Linked DNA regions of Zea mays: all the other regions are linked to region 2. A link is a contact called in public Hi-C data. All regions are on one chromosome and are shown on one strand. The core of a region is the stretch at or near the end of the contact, and the rest is flanking DNA. Distances in the headings are between cores, read along the strand shown.

Evidence for each region. A called contact is a pair of places that touch in the nucleus more often than the background predicts.
Region 1: a Hi-C map of ear shows a contact between it and region 2, with 3 times the contacts expected there. The contact joins the promoter of LOC100192842 here to the promoter of LOC100280293 in region 2. A contact is called at or near these places in 6 of 25 Hi-C or Micro-C datasets (ear, endosperm, leaf and 1 more).
Region 3: a contact with region 2 is called in a Hi-C map of leaf, with 4 times the contacts expected there. The contact joins the promoter of LOC100278556 here to the promoter of LOC100280293 in region 2. A contact is called at or near these places in 6 of 25 Hi-C or Micro-C datasets (ear, endosperm, leaf and 1 more).

What each region holds. Positions count from the first base shown.
Region 1 is chr5:31,420,313-31,424,150 of Zm-B73-REFERENCE-NAM-5.0, forward strand. It overlaps LOC100192842 (Protein NRT1/ PTR FAMILY 5.2), which reads right to left and starts at 2,158. Exons shown (of 3, transcript NM_001138032.1): 1 at 1,971-2,158; 2 at 13-230. The coding sequence starts at 2,100.
Region 2 is chr5:31,275,577-31,279,290 of Zm-B73-REFERENCE-NAM-5.0, forward strand. LOC100280293 reads left to right here and starts at 1,530. Exons shown (of 3, transcript NR_158746.1): 1 at 1,530-1,796; 2 at 1,949-3,224.
Region 3 is chr5:31,499,014-31,502,839 of Zm-B73-REFERENCE-NAM-5.0, forward strand. It overlaps LOC100278556 (Leucine Rich Repeat family protein expressed), which reads right to left and starts at 1,896. Exons shown (of 1, transcript NM_001151794.2): 1 at 222-1,896. The coding sequence starts at 1,842. The coding sequence ends at 391.

The DNA.
Region 1 (3,838 bases), core at 908-3,407, 150 kb after region 2:
GCGGCGACTCACGGTGAGGTAGATGACGGAGGCGACCATGAAGGTCCGGTAGCGGCCGAGGTGCGTGTCGGCGATGTAGGCGCCGATGATGGGCGTCATCCAGACGGTGCCGACCCAGTTGGTGACGTTGTTCGCCGACGGCACCACGCCCTGGTGCAGCTTCGTCGTCAGGTACAGCACCAGGTTCGACGAGATGCCGTAGTACGCCATCCGCTCGAACACCTCGTACACTTCGTGCACACGAACGATTCCAAAAAAAAAATCAGATATTATGTTGAGGATCTGGATTTTAATTAACTAACTAGTTTATTATATTTATCTATCTATCTATCTTTCTCTCTTCCCTCCTGGTTTGCATTTGATACTGAACGGAGCCAGAAAAGTATCGGCGAACCAGGAGCCCAACTTGACGAGACAGACACATCCGAAAGGGACGGCATGCCAAAGCAAAAGAGACTGCATACTACTCTCTAAATCCGACGACAAAATCTCTGAACAAGTTGGCCGAAATCTCTGAACAAGTTGGCCGTGTGTGGCCCAGCCTTACAATTGTTAAAAGATAAACTGCATCTGCATGTATGTATGTAAATGGCAAGCTACCCTATGACAGAGGCACACGCGACATCCATGATCCATACGTACGTCTGAGATAATCTGAAACGGACAAACAGAACACGGCGCGTGCCCTTCGTTGTCACGAGGGAGCACAACACCGAGCCGAAATCTGGGTGGAAGCTAGCGTGCGAAAGCCTCGATCGGTACAAGTCTAATAGTTCCAAACGCTTGGTGGCAGGGGCAAGCATCCCCCAAATTTCTTCCCCAGCACTAGCAGTTACCTGTGCTTTTCGTCAGCAACAGCATGGTTAAGAACCAGCCTGGCCTTAGGTGGGAGGGTGGGAGTTTACTGGTGTTTGTTTGCTTCCCCAGTTCCAAAAACAAGGGCGTCGTTTTCTTTTTTCTTTCCTCGTGCGTGGACACAACTTTTAGACTATCTCTAACAGACTTCTCATCCCATTCTCAATCTTACTTTTTATTTCAAACTTTACTCTACAAACATTACAGTTTATAATGAAAGACATTACTTTGTACATCCATTTACACGGCCTGCTGAAGATAGCTTTGTGGGGGGCAAGCTGCTAGCAAGCGTACTTTGAGAATCCCTTGGTTCTCACTATCTTCAGCAGCTTTTCTTTATATATCCCTTTTTCATTGTCCCCACTAAAAAAATATTATCTCCTGTATTTGTTATTTACCTCTTTGGGGCGTACTCTATATCTCATTTCTTTATACATAAATATTTATATTAAAGATATATTTCGCTCAAGATGCATCTAGCGTCCCCAAAAAGAATGCTATACTATTAGTACTATAGTAGCACTAGTAGTACGCATTGCCTCAGCTCAGCTTGCACGGAGACAGACAGACAGACAGACACTCCCAGTGTCCCAGCGCGCATAGGCCTTCTGTGATGCTACTCTGGCTCAGCATCCTCCGTCCATCATCCATGGAGAAACAGCTCTCATGCTCACGTACATGGCGTGTCTCGCGCTTGGGCGCGGCCGCTCGACGGAGGTCGACTGGTACTACCGCAGAGAATGCGGCCGGGGTGACGGTCCGATGGGCAGCACAGCAGCTAGCGCTCTGGATCCAAAGCCAACCACATGGCTGACTGTGATTGGCAGGCTTCAGCCTGACTGCCTGCCTACCGCCATGGATCCTGTTCCTACAAAGTACAAACCCGTCTGGGGCCTCCAGAGCTACTAATTAATCTGCAAGCTAGCAGCTTGTGCTACTGCTATCTATCTACGGCATCATGTTAGCCTGTCTAGTGCGTGTTTACGTACCCCAGACACCCAGCCCGGCCGGTTTGATTAGTGGAAAATAAAACAGAGTCTGCTGCCTACAACTACAACGACGAAGCCGATAATCCGGCCGGTAGTATGATTTCCCGTACGTACGTACGTACGTACCTACAACGAAGCCGCATGCTTTCCACCCTCCCCGCTTGGACCGGAGCACCGGGTTCCCGTGGAGGTCCACCGTGCCGTCCTGCGTGTACTCATCGTCGTCGCCAGCGCCCGCCTCCAGCCTCTCCGCCATGGGGTGACCTGACCTCTCTCTCTCTCTCTCTCTCTCTCTCTCTCTCTCTCTCCAGCAGCTCCAGGCCGCTGATCTAGCTCGTGTGCCAGCTCTAGCAGCTGGTGGGCGCGCTTTATATAAGCCCCGGTCCTCCACGGGCCGGGTCAACGTGGGACTGAAACTGTGTGTAGGACTAGGAGAGCTGCTTTTCAGTTTCCATTCAGGTTTGGAACTCTTCACTTCGGATAAGCTACACTCCATCGACCATTCATTCATTCATTCATGCATGGGTTAACAAAGCTTATTAATTAGTTCCTCTGTTCTAAGAGCAAGTACAATAATGAGCTCTAAACCTACTTACATGACATTTTTTTCTTTTTCTTACGTGGAAGAGAGACATCAAAAGGTAGAGGGAGTTGGCTCTAATGTAAGAGCTAGGTGATACATGAGCTTTAAGATAAAAGGATGAAAAAGAAAGTGACAAGGGATTCATCTAAGAGCCAAGCTTAGAATCAATTTTATTATATGAGTGTGATTATTATTGACAATAAATGACATGGTAAAAAAGTTAGAGCCAACAACAAGCTCTATTATTAAACTTACTCTAAGGATATAAGGGCATGTACAGTGGAGAGACACCAAAACGGTTCTCCAAGCACAGGAGAGAACTAAGAGACTCTATTGTACAATGGAGTGTCTCTAAACGTAGTCTGTTAATAAATACAGAATTAAATGTATTTGTATAGCATCAGATCGATAGAACAGACGACAAATTCGTACAGTGGGAAGTGAGGCGTCTGTTGTTACTTGGTTTACGAGCCAGATGCGTCTCTTCACGGAGAGACGGCTCTAAGATTTTTTTGCAAATAACCCCCTAAAACACCTTAAGAGCCCCCACATTAAACACCACTGTACATGCCCTAAAGGATAGTAACTTAGAAGTTGAAAGATTGATTCAATAATGCATCAATTAATGCAACGGAAACTGTGCTAGTCTAGTATTAGTACGTCCGTTTCAAACAAGGCCCCTGGGTTCAACTCCGGGCCTCTCCGGCCGACCAGCTCCCAGATGGCATGTGTGGCGGCGAGCGCAGGGCATATCACCGGTCGCGAGCAGGCACGCGTAGCGGCGTAGGTATCTCGTGTGTCGATTGCTGCGGCCCTAGGCTAGTAGTAGGCTAGCCCCCGATCGAGTGTGTCCACGCGCAACGGACAAAGATGAGTAGTACTACGTCGTCGCCTCGCCAGGATCCGGCGGCAAGCAGAAAAACCAGCTCCAGTAGCTGGGGGCGGGGTATCCATCGATCGGACGAGTCAACAAGACAAGTAGCCATGCCCCATGCAGTAGGCTCACTTGCCCAGACATCCTGGCCTAGTCCGGATTGGCTTGAGATGAATGAAGACTTCTCAGCGCACGAGCTAGATTGGCTGATTGAGATGCAGACGAAGAATCCGACCCACCCACCACCCAACTGGAACGGGCGGGCGGCGGCTTGTTGGGCGTAATTTATACACGGCTTCGATCCCACCTGTCGGAGATCACGAGGAGGATCTCCCATTCCCATGCATGCGTCGACCCGTTCCACGGCAGAGAGAGGCAATACTATATATATAATATAACGACCATAGGTAGAATCTTCGAAGAATTTGTTTTCTTTCCGGAAGAACTTAGAGGGTATTTGATTCTCCTCACTAAAATATAGTCTAACCGACTATATGATGTTTGAAAATAAATTACAAATATTAAATACAGTCCAAT
Region 2 (3,714 bases), core at 280-2,779:
CCGGGACCTAGCCCGAGTCCGAGCCCTGGGGTCGGGCGGAGCGGAGTTCGCCGTCTTCCGGGACCTAGCCCGAGTCCGAGCCCTGGGGTCGGGCGGAGCGGAGTTCGCCGTCTTCTGGGACTTAGCCCGAGTCCGAGCCCTGGGGTCGGGCGGAGCGGAGTTCGCCGTCTTCCGGGTCCTAGCCCGAGTCCGAGCCCTGGGTCGGGCGGAGCGGAGCTTCCTATGGTGCCTTTGGCAGGGCCTGACTGCCTGTCAGTTTCACTCTGTCAAGTGGCACTGCAGTCGGAGTGGCGCAGGCGGCGCTGTCCTTTTGTCAGGCCGGTCAGTGGAGCGGCGAAGTGACGGCGGTCACTTCGGCTCTGCCGGGGGGCGCGTGTTAGGATAAAGGTGTCAGGCCACCTTTGCGTTAAATGCTCCTGCGATCCGATCGATCGGTGCGGCGATTTAGTCAGGGTTGCTTCTTCGCGAAGGCAGGGCATCGGGCGAGCCGGAGATGTGTCCGCCGTTGGAGGGGGGCCTCGGGCGAGACGGAAATCCTCCGGGGTCGGCTGCTCTTGTCCGAGGCTAGACTCGGGCGAGACATGATCGAGTCGCTCGAATGGACTGATCCCTGACTTAATCGCACCCATCAGGCCTTTGCAACTTTATGCTGATGGGGGTTACCAGCTGAGAATTAGGAGTCTTGAGGGTACCCCTAATTATGGTCCCCGACAGTATTAGCCTTATGATACTTATAACTTAGTTAGAGCAACTCCAATAGTTATGTAAATTTTAGCTCTCTAAATCACATATTTAAGAAGTTGGTAAATAGCTTTTGGAGTAAAAAAATGTGAGTTCTCCAATAGTTCTCTAAATATAGGTTGTAATTTTGTTTTGTATTTATCCACATAAAAAATAAGTCACAAAAACTATATAATGCAGTCAACATTTTTGTTTAGGGAGTTGTTAAATGGTTGCCAAATGTAGAGAGAAAATGCGGTTAGATGATAAGTTGTTAAATTTAGAAAGTTCATTTAGAGAACTGTTGGAGAATAGTTTTCATGTTAACTACCTAAATTATTGATTTAGGAAGTCTTTTAGAGAACCACTGGAGTTGCTCTTATAGTTTTTCAACCTCAATCTTCAATTCTTTTCGACTCTACATCATCTAAAGTCGTTTTAGGTGGCATACCGACCTCAAAACAATCCTACAATCTTTCATCCTTTTCCTAAAGAGTACCTAAAATTATATTCGTCGCAAGCAGGCTTTAGGGAACGTTGGTGCCAAACAACTCTAAAAAGCCTACGCCCCTCCAAAATTCGGAATCTGATCATGTAAAAACTTTTGCAAACTCCGCAACCCGAAGAGCTAGTTTCCAAATCAGCCCCAAAAAGCCCACGAAAACCCTCCAGCCCTCCGTGCTGCGGCTCCTTCCGGTCCCCCACCACGCGCCGGACATGAAATATCCCACTCAAACCAACCTACCGCCCACAGACCCAAATCGGCACCCCGGAAGCCTCAAATCCGCTCTATTCCTCTCTCCCCCTCTCTCCCCCATCGCACCAGCAGGCGAGCGCGAGGCGGAGGAGTAGAGATGGAGTCGGACCAGGGCAAGCTTTTCATCGGCGGCATCTCCTGGGAAACGACGGAGGAGAAGCTGAGCGAGCACTTCTCCGCCTACGGCGAGGTAACGCAGGCCGCCGTCATGCGCGACAAGATCACCGGCCGCCCCCGCGGCTTCGGGTTCGTCGTCTTCGCGGATCCCGCCGCCGTCGACAGAGCGCTGCAGGACCCCCACACCCTCGACGGCCGCACGGTATGGCAACCCCACCTCTTCGCCGACGCGAAACCCTAGGTCGAATATTCGCAAACCAGCGCCGAATATTCGCTTTGGTCGTCTTCTCATCTGCCCCACCGTCCGGGCTTGACCAGGATTTCTCTCGGTTTGCGGTACTTTTATTGCCCCAGGTCGATGTGAAGCGGGCACTCTCGCGGGAGGAGCAGCAGGCCTCCAAGGCCGCGAACCCTAGCGGTGGAAGGAACTCCGGTGGCGGAGGAGGCGGCGGTGGCGGCAGCGATGCAAGTGGTGCTCGGACGAAGAAGATCTTTGTGGGCGGGCTGCCCTCTACTCTGACTGAGGATGGGTTCCGGCAGTACTTCGAGACCTTTGGCATAGTTACTGACGTAGTTGTCATGTATGACCAGAACACACAGCGCCCACGTGGTTTCGGGTTCATCACCTTTGATTCGGAGGACGCGGTTGACCGCGTGCTGCAGAAGACCTTCCATGATCTTGGTGGGAAGCTGGTTGAGGTGAAGCGCGCATTGCCCCGTGAGGCGAATCCTGGCGGCTCTGGTGGTGGTCGTTCTGGGGGAGGTGGGGGTTATCAGAGCAACAATGGCCATAACACCAGCTCTGGTAGCTATGATGGTAGAAGTGATGGTGGCAGGTACGGGCAGACACAACAGGGTAGTGGTGGTGGTGGCTATCCTGGCTACGGTGCAGGAGGCTATGGTGCTGGGGCAGCTGGATATGGATATGGTGCTAACCCTGCAGTTGGATATGGAAATTATGGGGCTGGAGGGTATGGGGGTGTTCCTGCTGCTTATGGTGGACATTATGGAAACCCAGGTGCAGCTGGTTCTGGTTACCAAGGTGGACATCCAGGCTCAAATAGAGGACCTTGGGGCAGTCAAGCTCCATCTGCATATGGAACTGGAGGGTATGGTGGCAGTGCTGGGTATAGTGCTTGGAACAACTCTTCTGGTGGCGGCAATGCTCTGAATAGTCAAGCCCCTGGTGGACCTGCAGGCTATGGAAGCCAGGGCTATGGGTATGGTGGATATGGAGGGGATCCATCATACGCTAGTCACGGAGGATATGGGGCTTATGGAGCACGTATTGATAGTGCTGGCAATCCTGCTACTGGTGGATCATCTGGATACAATGCAGGCTATGGAAGTGGTGGTGCCAACTCTGGCTATTCAAGTGCTTGGAGTGATCCTTCGCAAGGTGGTGGATTTGGCGGTTCGGTCAATGGAGGTGCTGAAGGACAGTCAACTTATGGCACTGGCTATGGCAGTGTGCAGCCCAGGGTTGCTCAGTAAAGAGAGGCATTTTGAGTGTGCGAAATGAACCAGTGCATCTGGGCAGTCTATGTATTGATTTGTCATTCCAGTCTCTCTGGTTGCTCTCAGCATTTTGAAGATTGCCCATTTGCTGCTTAAATCAGTATTTATCCGGGTTGGAATGCTTGATCCTTTAGCGGCTTACTACTAGAACGTCTAGTCAATAAGTAGCTAAAATGTGGAGTAGCAGTATCTTGCGGAATGCTTTTATTAATTTTTACATTTAGCTTTATCCATCTGTGTGGTTTGCCATGAGTGGAGTTTCAGGTTGCTTCATCTCTAGTTATAAGCTAGAGTAGCTTGACTACTTATGGGCAAAATTATCTAGTTGTACCTCTATTCTACAGATCATATATTTGTGTTTGACATTAGTATTTATGCTGGATCTTGCTCTACCTATATTCTGGAATGTTCTCTATTTGGTGGCTGTATTGACATGTGGTATTATCAACATTGATGGGTTTGAAACAGATGCAAACCCTGAAATATGCAATCATAGTTACTTGATGCTGTAGCTGCTTCTAACAGTATTTTCAACTGTAGTGCAAGTGTTTTTATGTAGCTGGAATGGTACACCCTTCAAGTATATCACCAAGCTATGAATT
Region 3 (3,826 bases), core at 646-3,145, 220 kb after region 2:
AGTGCAGCTCCCAGCATATATAAGTTTCGGTTTTTTAAGGTGGTGGTTTCCCCTCAATGGGTGACGGGTATACCTATGCCACTTCTTAAAAATAATTTCATATACAAATTCTTTTTATAACAGTAGTAGAAATGAATAAACTACCAAAAAAAACTAAGAACTTCTTAAACATATCATATTCATATCAGAAAGGCACACAAAGAAAGACAGTAGATCTCCTTAAAAATATAATGTTTTTTTTACTGAAATTGCTATACAACAGTTGACTATAATCCTTCTGGCCTCCTCTCAGCATTACAGTACATCTTAAAGCGTACAAAGAAAGACAGCAAATCTCCTGCTGCACTAGGGCAGAGGGGAAAAAAAGAGAAGATATCAGTAGTCCATTCTTCAGCTTGTATCACTTGTAGAAAACATAGGCACAGACGATGGATCGCTCTTCTCTTTCGAAACAAAATGATTGAAAGGCCGCATCTTCTGCATAACTCTGTACTGTACGCGATCAGCAAAGAAGAAAACAGAGCACCTCAACCTCGCAACGGAGAAGAGCATCCCGTACCACAGCCAGAACCCAGAAACGACTCCAGCGATCACACAGTAGTACAGCCATGGGTCCCCGTCCCGGTATCCTCCGACATCTCCTTCATGAACACGTGACGTGTCTTGGCAAGGGTTGAGAGGAGGTCCACAGAGCCCGGGATTGTTGCTGTAGATCGATGGGTCAGTGAGGGTCTGGAGCTGGCTCCCAGTGGGTATCGTGCCCGACAAGTTGTTGCTCGAGAGATTCAGATTGTTGAGGGACAGCATATTGCTCAGCCCTGGAGGAATGGCTCCTGACAGTTCGTTCATCGAGAGGTCAAGTGACTCGAGAACGTTCAAGCTTCCGATGCTGCTAGGAATTCCACACGACAGACGGTTTCTCGACAGGTTCAGAAACCGGAGGCCTTGGAGATTGGTGAGCTCGTCAGGGATGCAATGCGAGAGGGAGTTGCCCGACAGATCGATGCCCGTCATCAGCTCCAGTATCCTCTGGAACGTGAAATCCTGCCCCTTCCAGATGATGTCGATCCGATCCTGGTAGATGGACCCGTCCAGCGATCCTGTGCTGGAGTTGATCTTGGGGTGCTTCATGGAAGCCAGGTCTCCCAGCTCTCTCGGGATCAGCCCCGTCAGTCCGTTGTGGGCCAGGTCCAGCAGCTGGAGCTGCGAGAGCTGCGACAGCTCCGGAGGGATCTGGCCGCTGAAGTTGTTCGAGCTGAGCCTAAGGATCTTCAGCGCCGGAACGAAGGTCCCGATCCAGCGAGGGATGTCGCCGTAGAACCTGTTGTTGCCGATGTCTACGGTGGCCAGCTCCTGGCAACCCCCGACGACGGTCGGGAACTCTCCGGTGAAGCTGTTGCCGGCGAGGTGGAGTGATGCTAGCGAACAGTTGTGGGACGGTGGAGCTTCGGGGATCTTGCCCGAGAAGGAGTTGTTCGACAGGTCCATGAACTGCAGCGCCTGCATCTCCCACAGGCAATCCGGCAGCTCTCCCGTGAGCTTGTTGTTGGACAGGTCCAGTATCTGCAGGAACAGCAGCCTGCAGAAGGCTGCGCCGGACCTGTTGGAGGAGGAGGCGTTGAGGCTGATGTCGTACAGGCGGCGCCGTGCTGGTGCCGCTACCGCCTCGTCGGAGAAGCTCTCGTCGTCGTAGTCTGCCGGTGCCACCAACTCATCGGAGAAGTTGTCGTAGTCGTCGTAGCTGTCAAGGTCCATGCTCGTCACCAGGTGCGCCGAGGAGGATAGTAGGAGGAGGCAGAGGTAAATGAGAAGGATTTGGGAGCCTCTTGCGTGCTCTGCCATGGCTAGGCTAGCTAGCTCTGGGTTTGAGCCTAGCGGTGCGGGGATCTTTTGTTGTTAGTTTTCAGTTCGATCGGCGGCCACTCCCACTTGTGTGATTAAGTAACAAGTGCGACGTGGTTGACGACGACGACCACGGACTCGCGGTCATCGTGGAATCTGGAGCACACATCGTGCATTAGGACTACTAGCGGTGAAATGGCCGGCAGGAACACGGTGGCGACTGAGAGCAACGGTCCGACTGCTAGACAAGAATGAAGTACACGCCAGCACAAATCTGCACGAGAGCATGGGTGATCCCATAGCACAAGACCAGGAAGGAAACGTAAAGCGAGAAGGAAATGGATTTAGGAAGGGGGTTTTGTGAGAAGTACCTAGGGAAAAAAGAGACCTAAAACCAATTCATTTCATATGCACAAATTAGTTTTATTTATAATGGATACCAGTCCAGCTTCACCTCACTCAAAGGATTAGCCAACACACAGGAAGTTTTTATATGGAGTAATCACACGACTAGCCACATATGGAGGGACAAACCTCCTGAAATACACCATAAAAGACCACGGTTTCATAACTAGAAAAAGACACACAATCCATAGACAAAACTACGAAGCAATTTGATTTGTAAACTTCCATCCATGTTGCGCAAAAATCTGTAGAGCAGTGCACTCTAACCGTCGGCAAGCTTCCTTTATTAGGATACCCTCTTCTTGTTTATGAAGATCAGCCCACGTCCTAAACCAATGTGTCGCCCCAAAGAGTACCTTCAAGTAGGTTAACATGGGTTTTTTTGTCAAAAACTAAATCATTCCTAATTATTCAAATAGCCGCAACACCTGAAATAATCAAGTGTTTAGTTTTCGAAGGCATCCGAAAACGCCAATTCCCAAAAGCGTGTCTAACTGATCTTGGTAAAACAAGTGTTGAATTGATTCATCCGAGTGACAAAAGGCACACTTTCTATCTCCATGTCAGTTACGCCTCAGAAGATTATTTTTGTTAAAACCACCCCTCTAATTAAATACCACATAAAGATCTTTATCTTCAGTGGTACCTTCAAAGACCATCAAGTCTTATTATAAGTCACATGATTATTGTTAAGGAGTGCTCTATACATTGATCTGACAGAGAAATGACCCGTCACAGATAAATCCCATTTGAACATGTCATTCTCCCCACATAGCTCAACCTGAGCTACTATGAGAACCAACAGGTGTCATAACCTCAGGTTTTCACCCACCAACGCTCTCTGAAAAGAAACATTAAGCGGAACCGTTTCGAAAACCGACGCTACTGTAGCACCCTTTTGCGCACTATATTATACAACGATGGATATTGGGTCATTAGCCAACCAGCTGTCCTCCCAAAACCTAATCTGAGTCCCTTTTTCAAGATAAAAGAATCTAAATTTATGAAGGTGTCCTCACTTTCATCAAACCTGCCCAGAAATGGGAGTCACCTGGTTTCGAGGTTACTTTTGTGAGCGTGTATCTACCTAGGGTTTTTTTTCTGAGCAAAGTTTGCCACAAACCATCCTCATTCAACAATTTAAACAACCATTTACTTAGCAGACACTTATTTTGGACGTCTATATTCTGAATACCCAAACCCCCTACTTCATTTGGCTGGCAAAGAATTTCCCATTTAGCAAGCCTATATTTCTTTTTGTGATCACTACCTTGCCAAAAGAACCATGATCTAAAGTAGTATATTTTTTCTAGGACCCCCCCTAAGACCTCGAAAAAAGACAACATGAACATTACCAAACTGGTTAGAACAGAATTTATCAGAACTAGACGACCTCCAACTGACATCTGTTTCCCTTTCCAGCTACTTAATTTCCTTTCAATTTTGTCTTCCACTACTTTCTAGTGGATATTACTTAATTTCCTGAAATGCATTGGGATTCCAAGATTGAAAGGGTATACCCCTTTGTTGCAACCAAATAGGCAAAGATAACGGTCTTCCTCATTCTCTGTCTGGCCAA